Linked DNA regions of Gasterosteus aculeatus: region 2 is linked to region 1. A link is a contact called in public Hi-C data. All regions are on one chromosome and are shown on one strand. Each heading gives the region's core, a stretch centred on a gene start, on an enhancer-like site or on the middle of the called end of the contact. The rest is flanking DNA. Distances are from core to core; before and after follow the strand shown. Region 1 overlaps slc9a8 (solute carrier family 9 member 8). Region 2 overlaps b4galt5 (UDP-Gal:betaGlcNAc beta 1,4- galactosyltransferase, polypeptide 5).

Region 1 (6,183 bases), core at 1,833-4,332:
ACTTAACGAATGGAGCCCTTTGACACGTTACGCACACACACACACACACACACACACACACACACACACACACACACACACACACACACACACACACACACACACACACACACACACACACACACACACACACACACACACACACACAGTCTCCCCTCCCGGGCTGAGGGCGCTTTGTCGCCTCACAGGAGCTCGGCCTCGTCGTCGTCGTCCTCGGAGCCGGAGGGTCCGTGGCGAACTTCCTCGTACCACTTGTTGGTCAGAGTCTTCATCTGGATCCGTCCGTGCAGCAAGTCCTGCGAGAAGGAGACACACACACACACACACACACACACCAACATGAATGAAGATAGAAAAGAGACTTTTGTGTTTTTGGAGGACATAAAGTTCAATTCAGTGAATCACACTTAACTTAAACTACTTTATACAGCTTGAGTGTGTGACGGCATGCTTTTATTGTGAAGGAGTCGTAGGGAATGCGATGTGTTCGGCACTAAATGAACCAGATATGAATATTTAATGTTCAGCTACGACATGCCAGAAAAAAACTAACAAGGTGTTTTAAGCTGTGAATCAAATTCTTTAATCCAACAACTTAAAGTCGATTTCTTGCTCCTCGGGTACCAGGAAGTTGTAACTTGAATGAACCCCCGCCCCCTCCCCCCGGTGCGTGCCTCACCTCCTGGGTGAGTCGGCGGGTGAAGAAGGGGTTCAGGTATTTGGCGTCCAGCCACATGAAGCCCTTCAGGTCTTGTCTCTGGAAGATATGAGCCTCGTACTCCTCCTCCGTCAGCTCCGACAGGTGCTCCGACTCGATGGTGTTACCCTGCAGAGAAAAGGGCGCAGCAGAGAGGAGGGAGGCGGGGTCAGTTGAAATGAACCGCTGGTATCCATGCCGACGGAGCGTCTCAGGCCCTCACCATTTTCTCCGTCTTGCTGAGGGTGATGTCCTTCTTGCTCTTGCGCCGCGATTGGCTCTCCTCGATGTCCATGAGGCGGATGAGCGGCATGGTCCCGCCCCCCATGAGCAGGATGGTGAAGAGGACGATGATGATGGTGGTGGTGCCGATCAGCTGGCGCTTCTCGATGGGTTCCAGGCCCAAGTGGAGGCTCAGCGCGTAGGGGATGGCGCCTCGCAGGCCTGATGGAGACGTATTTATGATGAAGCGTTTTAAACATATAGTTTTATTAATGTGCTGACGTCCTGTCGCCTCACCACTGAACCACATGATGAACATCATCTTGGGCGTGATCTTATGGTCCCTGAAGACGTTCAGCAGGACTGTCAGTGGGAAGATGTTCACGGCTCGGCCGAGAAGCACCAGGACCTACGGAGAGGAAAACGGGTGGTGTGTGTGTGTTTGGGGGGGGGGGGGGATCCAACAAGCAGTCAGAGAACACGAGCAGGAGCACTTACGATGCACCAGATGACGAAGGAGAGTTCAAACTTGTGAGGGAAGCTGAAGATGGAGAGACCAAGGAAGGCAAACACACAGGTCTCTGGAGGGGAAACAGAGGAACTTCACAGGTGATTGGACAAAACAGCTGTCAGTCAAACCTTTACCGGTGGAATCACGTCATCAATCCTTGCTTTGGCTCTTTGTTGGACGAACACCCAAATTCTGATACAACAGGCGCAAACGCAGCGTCTACGCCGACCTCCTTAGGTCATTTAGAACCAACCGTCTGTCGTATCAAACCCCGCCCCGGTGTGTCGCCTCTCTCAAACCCTTGTGTGTCGTCTCTCTCAAACCCCGCCCCTGTGTGTCGCCTCTCTCAAACCCTTGTGTGTCGTCTCTCTCAAACCCCGCCCCTGTGTGTCGTCTCTCTCAAACCCCGCCCCTGTGTGTCGCCTCTCTCAAACCCCGCCCCTGTGTGTCGTCTCTCTCAAACCCCGCCCCTGTGTGTCGTCTCTCTCAAACCCCGCCCCTGTGTGTCGCCTCTCTCAAACCCCTGTGTGTCGTCTCTCTCAAACCCTTGTGTGTCGCCTCTCTCAAAACCCCGCCCCTGTGTGTCGCCTCTCTCAAACCCCGCCCCTGTGTGTCGCCTCTCTCAAACCCCGCCCCTGTGTGTCGCCTCTCTCAAACCCCGCCCCTGTGTGTCGCCTCTCTCAAACCCCTGTGTGTCGTCTCTCTCAAACCCTTGTGTGTCGCCTCTCTCAAAACCCCGCCCCTGTGTGTCGTCTCTCTCAAACCCCGCCCCTGTGTGTCGCCTCTCTCAAACCCCGCCCCTGTGTGTCGCCTCTCTCAAACCCCGCCCCTTTCTGTGTTTGGGCAGTAAGACGTGGCCCACTGACCACACATGAAGGCCATGGTGCGCAGCGTCTGCTGCATGAGGATCTGAGTGACCGGAGACAAGTTGTGATGCGTGTAGTGAGACATCACGATGCCCGCAAACAGGATGGACATTATTCCTGCAGGGGGAGAGAGAGCACGCCATTAAAACAATGTTACGGTAAGCTAACAATTATATGTGTGTGTGCACACCCACCAGACAGCTTGAGGCCCTCCGCCAGGCCGTAAGGAAGATAAGCAAAGATAATCATCATGCCAAACTCCAGCGACGGCGTCTTCCTCAGATCAAAGTGTTTCAGAAACTAATCAGTGCGTTAAGGACATTTTATGAGATGAATGTACACAAGCGTGAGTTTGAAGCCGCCGCACACTAAATGAGTCCGGATACGAGAGCGGAGATGAGTCCGGTGAGGGTTCCCAGGGCGGCCGAACCAAAAAACATTTTGAGGAAATAAGCCAGCGCCTGGACGAACGTCTGCCAGCCGGTCGCCGAGTTGTCCGAGCGGGAAAACCCCTCTGCCGTCCTGCAGGGCAGAACAAACAAGAGGGGGGGGGGTTTAATACCCGTTACACCTCGTGGGCAGCGATGCCCTCATCTGACCCCAGGGGGCGACAACACTCCACCACAAACAGGCCAACTAACCAGCGTTTTCACACAGTGAAGCAAACGTGATGAACCAAGGCTGTGTGACTTAACCGGAATAGTGACCAAAAGAACACTATGTGACATTTGAGTCCTCTCAGTTCCCCGAAGGGGCAGCGCTCAACTTCCAGTCAGAACTAGTCACATAAAGGCGTAGACACAAAAACTCAATAACAGTTATTATTTATGTTTCCAGGAAAATAATGACACTAGGTATCTCTTCAAATTCTCTCTTCTTTTTACTTTAAAATTATTTGGTTGCAAAAAAGGCCTTTGTTAGTTATAATGTAGACTGGTATGAAGGTGGAAAGCCTCCGCGTGCCCTTGGTTATCCCAGAGGTCACGACAGGTCACTTAAATCTGATCGACGTGGCACTCATCCAGGCAAACGTTACAATACACTATTTAGAGAGAATAACGTGCGCTAGCTGCACTGTGGGTCACTTGTCAGTTTACACTCTTCTCACTTGAGGTGAGAGGTCGAGGGGCCATTCAGAAAATCAGTCAGCTTTTTCCACGGCAAAATAAAAGCGCGCCATACTGCGGCCCGATCCCACGCGTCGCCTCCAGCGGGGTCAAACCCCTTTTTAAATAATAGTTATCCAGCAGCAGTGGAGCTAAACAATCTGATTTGAATCCGATAAACAAGCGCCAAAGCGCCCTTAGCGGTTCACAGGAAAGCCGGCGCGTGAGGCGCCGTCGGGCCGATCCATTATTCATACTGCGGTTTGGTCGGCGCTGACACACGGGATCACACGCACCGTTTAGCTGGCGGGAAGGGGTGAGGAGACGCAGACAAAAGACGGAAGTCTGCCAGCTGTTGCTTCCTGTCAAACTCGTCCGACGAGGCGCTTAGTGTGCGTGTGCGTGTGTGTGTGCGTGTGTGCGCTGATACCGGACAATCTTGACAAACCATTGTGAGCGCACGATACTCGGAGCGGACGCTCCCTGCACGTGTTGTCACACCCTCTCATTCCTGATGTGACTCAGCGAAGCAGAAACTCGTTTATCAGATGATAATAAAATAATTAACGCATTGAAGAATCAAATCAACCTGCGGGTCCTTTCGCCCGACACTCCAGAGACAGAAGAATGGACGTGCAGCCCGAGCACGCCTTGCTCACCATGAAAGACAGAGGAGTAGTAATAATAATAATAATAATAATAATAATAATAATAATAATAATAATAATACAATGATATTGCTGCGCTGTTAATGCCGTGCACATGGATACGTCCCAGCTTTAAATGCTCACACTCACTTCCTGTTAGAGACACTAAGCCGTCGGGTCAAGGGGAGGACTGAAGAGCTGCATCAGGAGACTCATCTTCCCTGTTGTCCTTCAAAACACCATTTCTACCCGTCTCACCTAAATACTGGTCCTATTTGCTTCGCTCGTGGAGCCTCGCAACACACTTCTACCTGCGGACGTCTTACTTGGTGAGGACGATGGAGACGGCGTCGTTGAGGATGCTCTCGCCGAACACCAGCATGTTGAGGACCGGGTCCACGTTGAGGGCGTTGAAGATGGCGATGGTGGCCACGGGGTCCACGGCCGAGATCAGAGAGCCGAAGGCGAAGCTACGGGAGGAAGCGAAGAAGCTGAAAATAAGCGTCTTTGTTTTTCGTGAGTGAGTCGTTCTTCGAAATCAAAAGTCCTTCACCTTTACCGACAGAGATCCATCTTTCTTCAAGAATGCATGAATATTAAGAGTATTTAGCACAGATTTCAAACGCAATCAGTGTCTAATAGCTGCAACAAAACCAGGAAAGAATTATGGAAAAAGAAAAGCAACCACAACCAATTTCTGTCTTATTCTTCATAGAACATGTCTCGTAAATGTAAAACATGGTGTTAGCTTTATTTAACAACCCTGCAACAATTTCACAACCAATTCTTGGAAAGTTGCAAGTTGAAACTCGCACACACACACGCACACATCTCATGGCTGGTATCTTATTGTCTGGAAGGCGTTAACAGATCAAAAGTGTTTTCCTGACAGTTGAGGAGTGGAGCTTCTACCAGGACTCACCTATCGGTCATGGACATCTTGTAGATCACATCGGCCTGAGGGAGACAGACACACACACTGCGTCACAACGCGACGACACTTTATTAACATGCCGTCGCAGGAGAACATCCAAGTTGTTCAAGAGGTACGCTGCTCACCTGACCCAGGAAGTAGATGCCCCCGCCCACGATGAAGGCCGAGATGGCCGTGCCGATCACGGCGAAGAGAGTGATGGAGCCGATGTTCTGGAAGAAGTTCCCCTGAACATACATGAACACACGGGTGTAAGTTCTCCTGGTGAACTGTGTCACCGCGTTACGCAACACAGGTGGCGCAGAACGGATCTATGAAGAACAAACACGTTAAAAGCCAATTCCCTTCAAAGCTCAGTGAGTGTGTGAGCTTACTGTAACCAACACGAGAGCTGCTTAGCTTAGCGGACGTTAGCATGCTGCGCCGTATCGTGTAAGGAGTGTGTGGGGGGATAGAAACATGACTATTTTTCATACTTCTGTGGATTCCTTTTGAGTGAGTCACATTCATAAAAGACCCGGCCTCGTTTAAACAAACACACACACACGCACACACACCTTGTGTAGAGAGTATCCAGATTCAAAGATGATGGGCGGCAGCAGCAAGAGGAAGAACATGTTGGGTCGGAACATCTCCTCCTCCTGTGCAGAGAGGGACAGAGACAAAGTCACATACAGTCCAAACAGGTAGCCATGCTAAGCTAACAGTCCGGTGATCAACCCTCAATCAACGACAACGACGCGTCGGGGCAAACAGGATGAAACGCCACGAAGCAAAATCAGATGGAAACGTTACAAGTGAACAAACGACAGATCTGTGTGACACATGGAGTGGTTCCGTGCGAGTCCGGCTGAGGCAGCGCTGCTGACGCTAATCAGCAGGATGCAGTCGCCACACCACGCAATCCCTGCAACAATATTCCCTTCTAATCTACAACCGCACATCAGGTGCTCATCAGGGGGAAGGCCCGCCCCTTCATGTGTTCACACACACACAAGGACTCGTGGATACATATAGAATCTACATGCTTCACACACACACACACACACACACACACACACACACACACACACACACACACACACACACACACACACACACACACACACACCTCTACTTCAGCCACATAATGAAATCATTCTCGGCTAAATGGGCGGGCGAAGGCATCACGTGCCGTCGCATTACATCCCAATGTGCACG
Region 2 (6,183 bases), core at 2,592-5,091, 36 kb after region 1:
GGAGAGCTATGCAAACGGCTGATGTCAGTGAGGTCGTCGGCGTGACCTCCAGGAGGCTTCAGATCGGCGTGCAGGTCCCGACTCGCGCGCTCTTAGATCCCACGTTTAAAATCACGTTTTGTATACTTGGCTGCTGTCACTTGTGTTTACAGAAGCTTTTGCTTTGTTGTTGTTGTTGTTGGTGTTTGTAACCGTGTCAGCCGGCGCCCCCCCCCCCTGTGAGTCTCTCATCTAACGCTGCCTTTGTTTTATTTTTAAACTGACAAGCTTCTTGATCTCGACGTGGAAAAGGAAAAACAGACGTGAAGGTCACTGATGCGCTTCGTTAGCATAAATATACACATGAATAAAAGCTCCGCGTCGGTAGAATTTCCTGTTGCGAGCCAGTGTACCGACCCGGCCCTTGAGCAGTGCACAGCAGCCCCACCCCCCCCCCCCCCTCTTCACCCTTCCAGAAAACGAGCACTGTCGTCTAGTCACTGCAGCTACTTCCATTTCACTCGAGATCGCCTTGGTGTGCGTTTGTTCTGTGGGAAATGAAACAGGAAGTAAAGAGGCTGGACCTCGCTTTATTTATTCAACCTTTTAACGGATTATTTCTGTGATTTTACCTCGTTTAGTGACAGACTGTGTTAGATGCACTGAACTTGTAGTTGTGTGTATTATTATGTGGGGTTGGGGTCTGTGTGATTGGAGGGGGGGGGGGCAGTTCTCTCTGCGTGCCAACACAGATTTTGTGTGACGAACACGGCGAGGGCGAGACGGAATCGGCCATCGGTCTGCGTCTTCCACCGGGCCCCCCCCCCCCCCCCCATTTATAATTGCTAATCAATGGTGCTGACCTCTCCAGAGCCTCGCTGCGTGCCGATTCCAACATTATGAGAATAGACAAGCCCCCCCTCTGCGCCCCCCCCCCCCCCCCAGGCTGGTTTGTGTACTTCCTGCTCCCCGGTGGAACGCGTGGACGCTGGCAGCATTTGTGTTAAGTTCCCTTTTCCTCGTGTGTTCGAGTGAAATGGCAAAAAAAAGGTTTTCCGTCTACATTTTGAGGTGTTTAATAATTTTATTTTTTTCCCCCTTTCTGTCTCCCATCAGTCACATGACAACGACTTTGGTTCACGTGTTCTTTGTTTGTCATAAAAACTAGATGGACGTGCAGCAAAAGAAAGAAGCTTTAGTTTGTTTGTTTTTAAGCGAGGTGAAGACCCTGACCTCTGACCTCTAAGTCAGTATTAGGCTCCGTGGGCGATGTGGAGCGAGCCAATTAACCACCAATCGACGAGGCGGCTTCCTGTCACATGTCTCTAAAGGTACAGGAAGTGTGTCATGTTGATTTGTATATACATATATATATATATATATATATATATATGTATGTATATATAATCATAACATGGTCCCGCATCCAGACAGAGCCTGCTGCTCACTAAAAGGCTTCACTACCCCCCCCCATCTGTTCTGTACCAGTTTAAATGAAGGGACCCTTCTTTGGGCACCTGACAAGACTGGCGGCCTTAAAGCTTCTTAATTTATTGAGGTTTTTTTTCACTCAAAGTTCCTTTTTTTGTTCTCTTTTTTTTTTTTTTTTTTTTTTTTTTTACAAAGCAAAAACTTTAAATTGAAAATAAAGTGTGTATCAATAAACCGATCGTTGTACATATTGTTGTGTGTAGTGTTTTAGAAATTCTATAAAGGTCTTAAATCACTACGGAGGCTCGCGTGAAGGAGGCTCATCGCTAATGAAGCTAACGCAGCTAACGCAGCGACATCACCGTTTTTACATCAACCCCCCCCCCTCGCCCACGCCGACTCTTTTGTAAAATGAAAATATATATATATACCCCCCCCACCCCCCTCCACAAAGAGGGTGAAACATGCCATCTGCTTACAATGCAATGAAACATGCCCCCCCCCCCCCCCCCCCAAAAAAAAAAAAATGGCGATGAAGTTTGCTCTTAATAAACCACACCGGTTCATTCTTTTGTATGGAAGCTAACTTAACAAGGATGCTAAATTTAAAGTGTACATCTTCTCTGATTGTAAGGAGTCGCTCTCCTTGAACTGAAGCCATTTGAAGCCACTGGTCGGAGCTTGATGTCAGCCTTACGTGGTCTGTTTGTGTATCGGCATATTATCTTTTGATTATTGAAATTTGTATGATGGAGATTTTTCTTTTATACCATCATTGTTCTTGTCAAAGTACACCAATAAAATGAAACTTGTGAAAGATTCAGCAGCCCGGTCCCGTCCTCTGTTTCGGCAGCGTCTTCTCTCGGTGGGTTTGTTTCTGGGTCGGCGGCTTCTGGCCAAAATGTCCTGAATAAAAAAGCTTTCACACAACGGAGGGCATGTCATTCCTTTCTAGTGTTGATCCGTCAATATATTCTATGTTCTGAAAGTATGTTCTTAAGAGAGAAGCCAATGGAGAAGTGTGATATAGCTGCATTGTCCCTGATGGCCATAGAAGTCTATGAGAAAATTACTCTCTTGGTTTATTCCCTCAGTAAACATTGTAAACGGGTTTATGGTCTCAGTCTCAAGTCTTCTTCAATACAGCATGATGTTCATTTAGTAGATGATGGTCCATTTAGAATCAAACAGACTATAAAGGAGGGGATGCTTTAGGGCGGGGCCACACGCCGATTGACAGGTCTCTGCCAGAGAAGTACAGCATCACCTACGCGACTCCTCCTCAGACCAGATAGTGTCACTTCCTGTTGACCAAAAATATGGCGACAACTAAAAATGTCTCACGGTGTTAAAACACCAGTCAACAGACGGTCGGCGTCACCATGACGACGTGTGTTTCCTAATCGTACATTAATCTCCACGGTGGCGTGGAACATACCTACGAGTGTAGATGTAATCCCACACTTCCTCTGTGAACCTCTGTTCATCCTCAATGAAAATACCACTGCCCCCCCCCCCCCATACTGTGTGTGTGTGTGTGTGTGTGTGTGTGTGAGGCTTGGCAGAGGCACAGAGGCCTGACTGGAGCAGCCACATCTTAATGGAAACACAAGGCTTTGGTATGCTAACACCAGTCTGCCACACACACACACACACACACACACACACACACACACAGGGCAGCTCTTAAATCTTTGTCTCAGGATGTGCATACACAACGCACGCACACATTGACAGCCGCTCGTTTCACAGGCCTCAAAGTTGACGGACAGAAGATGTCGGCCATATTTTTCTGGGAATTAATCTGTGATCTAAGAACTGGCAGCGGAAAGTCCTAAACCAGTTTAACCAGTCGACCCGCTCTCTACGTCCCAGTTAAACATGTCCACTCGGCCTCCTTTGTCCCGCCGCGCCCGCCAACCGTCGGAAATGTGGTGTTAGCATATTAGCATATTGCGGGGTGAACCCGCGCGGGTCGCGTCACTCTGCTCAGGGGGCGCTGCATTCACTCCTTCACGAGCAAGGAGGCAACAACGCGTTCAACTGTTTTAAAGCTGTCGAGGTCTGATGGTGCTCAATGCGGGATTAACTGAATTGTGCTCGACCTCCACCCTGACGGAGGCCCGATCCCAGCCTCTGCCCCGACGGAGGCCCGACCCCAGCCTCTGCCCCGACGGAGGCCCGATCCCAGCCTCTGCCCCGACGGAGGCCCGATCCCAGCCTCTGCCCCGACGGAGGCCCGATCCCAGCCTTCGCCCCGACGGAGGCCCGATCCCAGCCTCCGCCCCGACGGAGGCCCGATCCCAGCCTCCGCCCCGACGGAGGCCCGATCTCAGCCTCCGCCCCGACGGAGGCCCGATCCCAGCCTCCACCTTGACAGAGGCCCGATCCCGGCCTCCGCCCCGACGGAGGCCCGATACAGCCTCCACCTTGACAGAGGCCCGATCCCAGCCTCCGCCCCGACGGAGGCCCGATCCCAGCCTCCTCTTGACAGAGGCCCAATCCCAGCCTCCCCACCCCCATGGAGGCCCGATCCCAGCCTCCGCCCCGACGGACTCTGGGATTTGAGGCGCTCCCATGAGTTCAGTTCCTCTGTCTAAGGTGCGTTAAGCTTTGTCTGAGCTCTTTCCATGAATCGGCATTAGACGCTGACCTCGCCCGAGGAAACTACCCACAAGTCATTGCAATGTGACCGTAAGCACGGGATCCCCTGTGGACGCATGGAGAGGTAAAGAAAGGTGTGTCCAGCCTGTCACATTCAGTTTACACAGATACGTTAAGGATGAAATAAGGAACAAAAATGATATATTGGCGTCGTCACGGTGACTGTTGTTTGTTTGTTTGTCTGTTGCTTTTACTTTTTCCTTCTGTCTTTCTAAATGGACTAAATTTAAAAAAGGCTACAAGACAAAAAGCTATATTTATGATGAACGCCCCCCCCCCCCCCCCCCCTTCTGCTGCGGCTCCCCAAAGCCACCACTGGGACGGCGCAGCAGAGCCCCCCAGCTGCTATCTGGTCCCCCAGGTTAAGGTTGGGGGAGGAGGTGGAGGGGGGGGGTCTTCAGTTATTGTTTGTTGTGACTCTCGCCTGCTTTCCTGTCGAGGAGCTCGTCAACACATCCTTCCTCCTCCTCTTCACCACTCACTGGTCCACCATTCGTCTCGGTGTCCCGTCCTCTGCCCCCCCCCCCCCCCATCACATCACATTCCATCCCCCTCACTCGTTTCCTCTGCTCGTGTGTTTCCTCTCTGAGGTCGTCCCTCGTATCCCTCCGGCGTTCTTGTTTTCACGCCGGCGGCCTCTCCGCTGCTCGCCTCTTCGTCACGGTTGCCAAGGAGATGCTTTTATCAACCACGTGCTGACTGCTGCGCTTTTGCAAGGTCGTCTGGCGTCTATTTGTTGATACTTTCATTCAACTTCCTTATTTATCATTGAGTTCCCCCCCCCCACAGACACACACACACACCACGCAGTGACCTCACCGTGTCACCTGACTGCTTCATGTGACCGCGGTCTTGTGAGCCGGTTTTGACTCTTAACGCAGTCAAGCTCTTTCATTCACATTTATTTTCCGCAAAACAAGCACTTAAAAAAAAAAAAAACTGCTCAGAGATTCAATGGAAGTTAGTTTCCATTTGCACCGTTTGAGACCAGTTGAGCCATTAAAACGAGACAGTTTCTCATAATTAAGTCATAAATATGAGACCTGTGAGACCTGCAGGGTCAGAACTCAACGTCTGTTGTTCCACTTAATCTGCGATATCTCTAATCAGCAGATATTGAGAGAAATGATTGACAGTTGGTTGATTTGAACGTCAGCGGGTGAAGGTGTAGATCAGTAATTAACATCCTGTTTGCCAGCGACGACTTCACATTCTTCAAAAACACAACCTGTTTGTTTTTAACCCACCCGACCACATTTTAATTGTTGCCTTCGAAGACGTCTGAATCTTCCATCTGCTGCTGATTATCGTCACAGTCAAACCACACGCATATTTTTATTATAAGGGCCAAAAAGGCACATCTCCTCATCAGCTTCTGACGATCTGTGGGATTAAATATCGTTTCTTTACTCGCAAAGAGGCCCTCTCTTTATCACAATGACGCGTGAAATAAAGGAGGATTGGAATGTTTGCAGTGGCAACATGCTGCAGATTAAAGTCCTGAATTGTGTCACAGAATGTGTTGGGTCACATTATTTGCTGCTACATGTCCCGAGGCATCGTTGCTTTGTGGCGCTTCGTATCTTTTGATTGCCATCCTTTAAAATTGGTCGGCTTTCCGGAAAGGCAAGTAAAAGAATTTCAATACACAGGGTGTAAACAGTGTGTAAATGACAATAATAAAAAAAAATCTTTAAATCTTATTCCTCATTCCTAATCATATGGGTTATATTTTGCATATTTATGGACAGTAAACGAGAATATCAACAATCATTAATGTGTTCATTAACCATCTTCAGGCGACCTGCAGGCATCAATAAAGAGTATAAGAGTCTGAAGAAGAGTGTGTCACTCTTTATTTCCTTTAACCATGTGTAGCGCGTCGTCTCTGCCCCCTAGTGGCACGTTGTGGAACTCCTACGCAGCAATGCGGCAGAAAAACAAACAGAAAGCAGAAATACATTTCTTTTTTTTTTCTTTGAGCACACAGAAGTTTACAACATGACCTGTAAATAGCACCAGGTTGACGTACAGTTCCAGACGTCCACACCGAGGATGTGAACCGGTCAGTAGAAACCCGCGTCGCCCGCTTTGTTAATTAATCATTTC

Evidence for each region. A called contact is a pair of places that touch in the nucleus more often than the background predicts.
Region 2: a contact with region 1 is called in a Hi-C map of whole body, with 5 times the contacts expected there. The contact joins two enhancer-like sites. A contact is called at or near these places in 5 of 6 Hi-C or Micro-C datasets (liver, skeletal muscle, tail fin and 1 more).

The regions. Positions count from the first base shown.
Region 1 is chr2:1,761,164-1,767,346 of fGasAcu3.hap1.1, forward strand. slc9a8 (solute carrier family 9 member 8) reads right to left here. Exons shown (of 16, transcript XM_040193924.2): 5 at 5,541-5,624; 6 at 5,109-5,210; 7 at 4,972-5,006; 8 at 4,376-4,519; 9 at 2,683-2,818; 10 at 2,491-2,596; 11 at 2,297-2,413; 12 at 1,418-1,500; 13 at 1,217-1,328; 14 at 921-1,141; 15 at 680-826; 16 at 1-296. The coding sequence ends at 183. Among protein-coding and RNA genes, the nearest start is that of slc9a8, 10 kb to the right of the region's middle. Within about 2 kb of position 3,083, at least 5 of the 9 cell types and tissues checked have open chromatin away from gene starts, as enhancers often do.
Region 2 is chr2:1,796,165-1,802,347 of fGasAcu3.hap1.1, forward strand. It overlaps b4galt5 (UDP-Gal:betaGlcNAc beta 1,4- galactosyltransferase, polypeptide 5), which reads left to right. Exons shown (of 9, transcript XM_040193494.2): 9 at 1-2,227. It overlaps emilin3b (elastin microfibril interfacer 3b), which reads right to left. Exons shown (of 6, transcript XM_078081958.1): 6 at 5,914-6,183. Among protein-coding and RNA genes, the nearest start is that of emilin3b, 11 kb to the right of the region's middle. Within about 2 kb of position 3,842, at least 3 of the 9 cell types and tissues checked have open chromatin away from gene starts, as enhancers often do.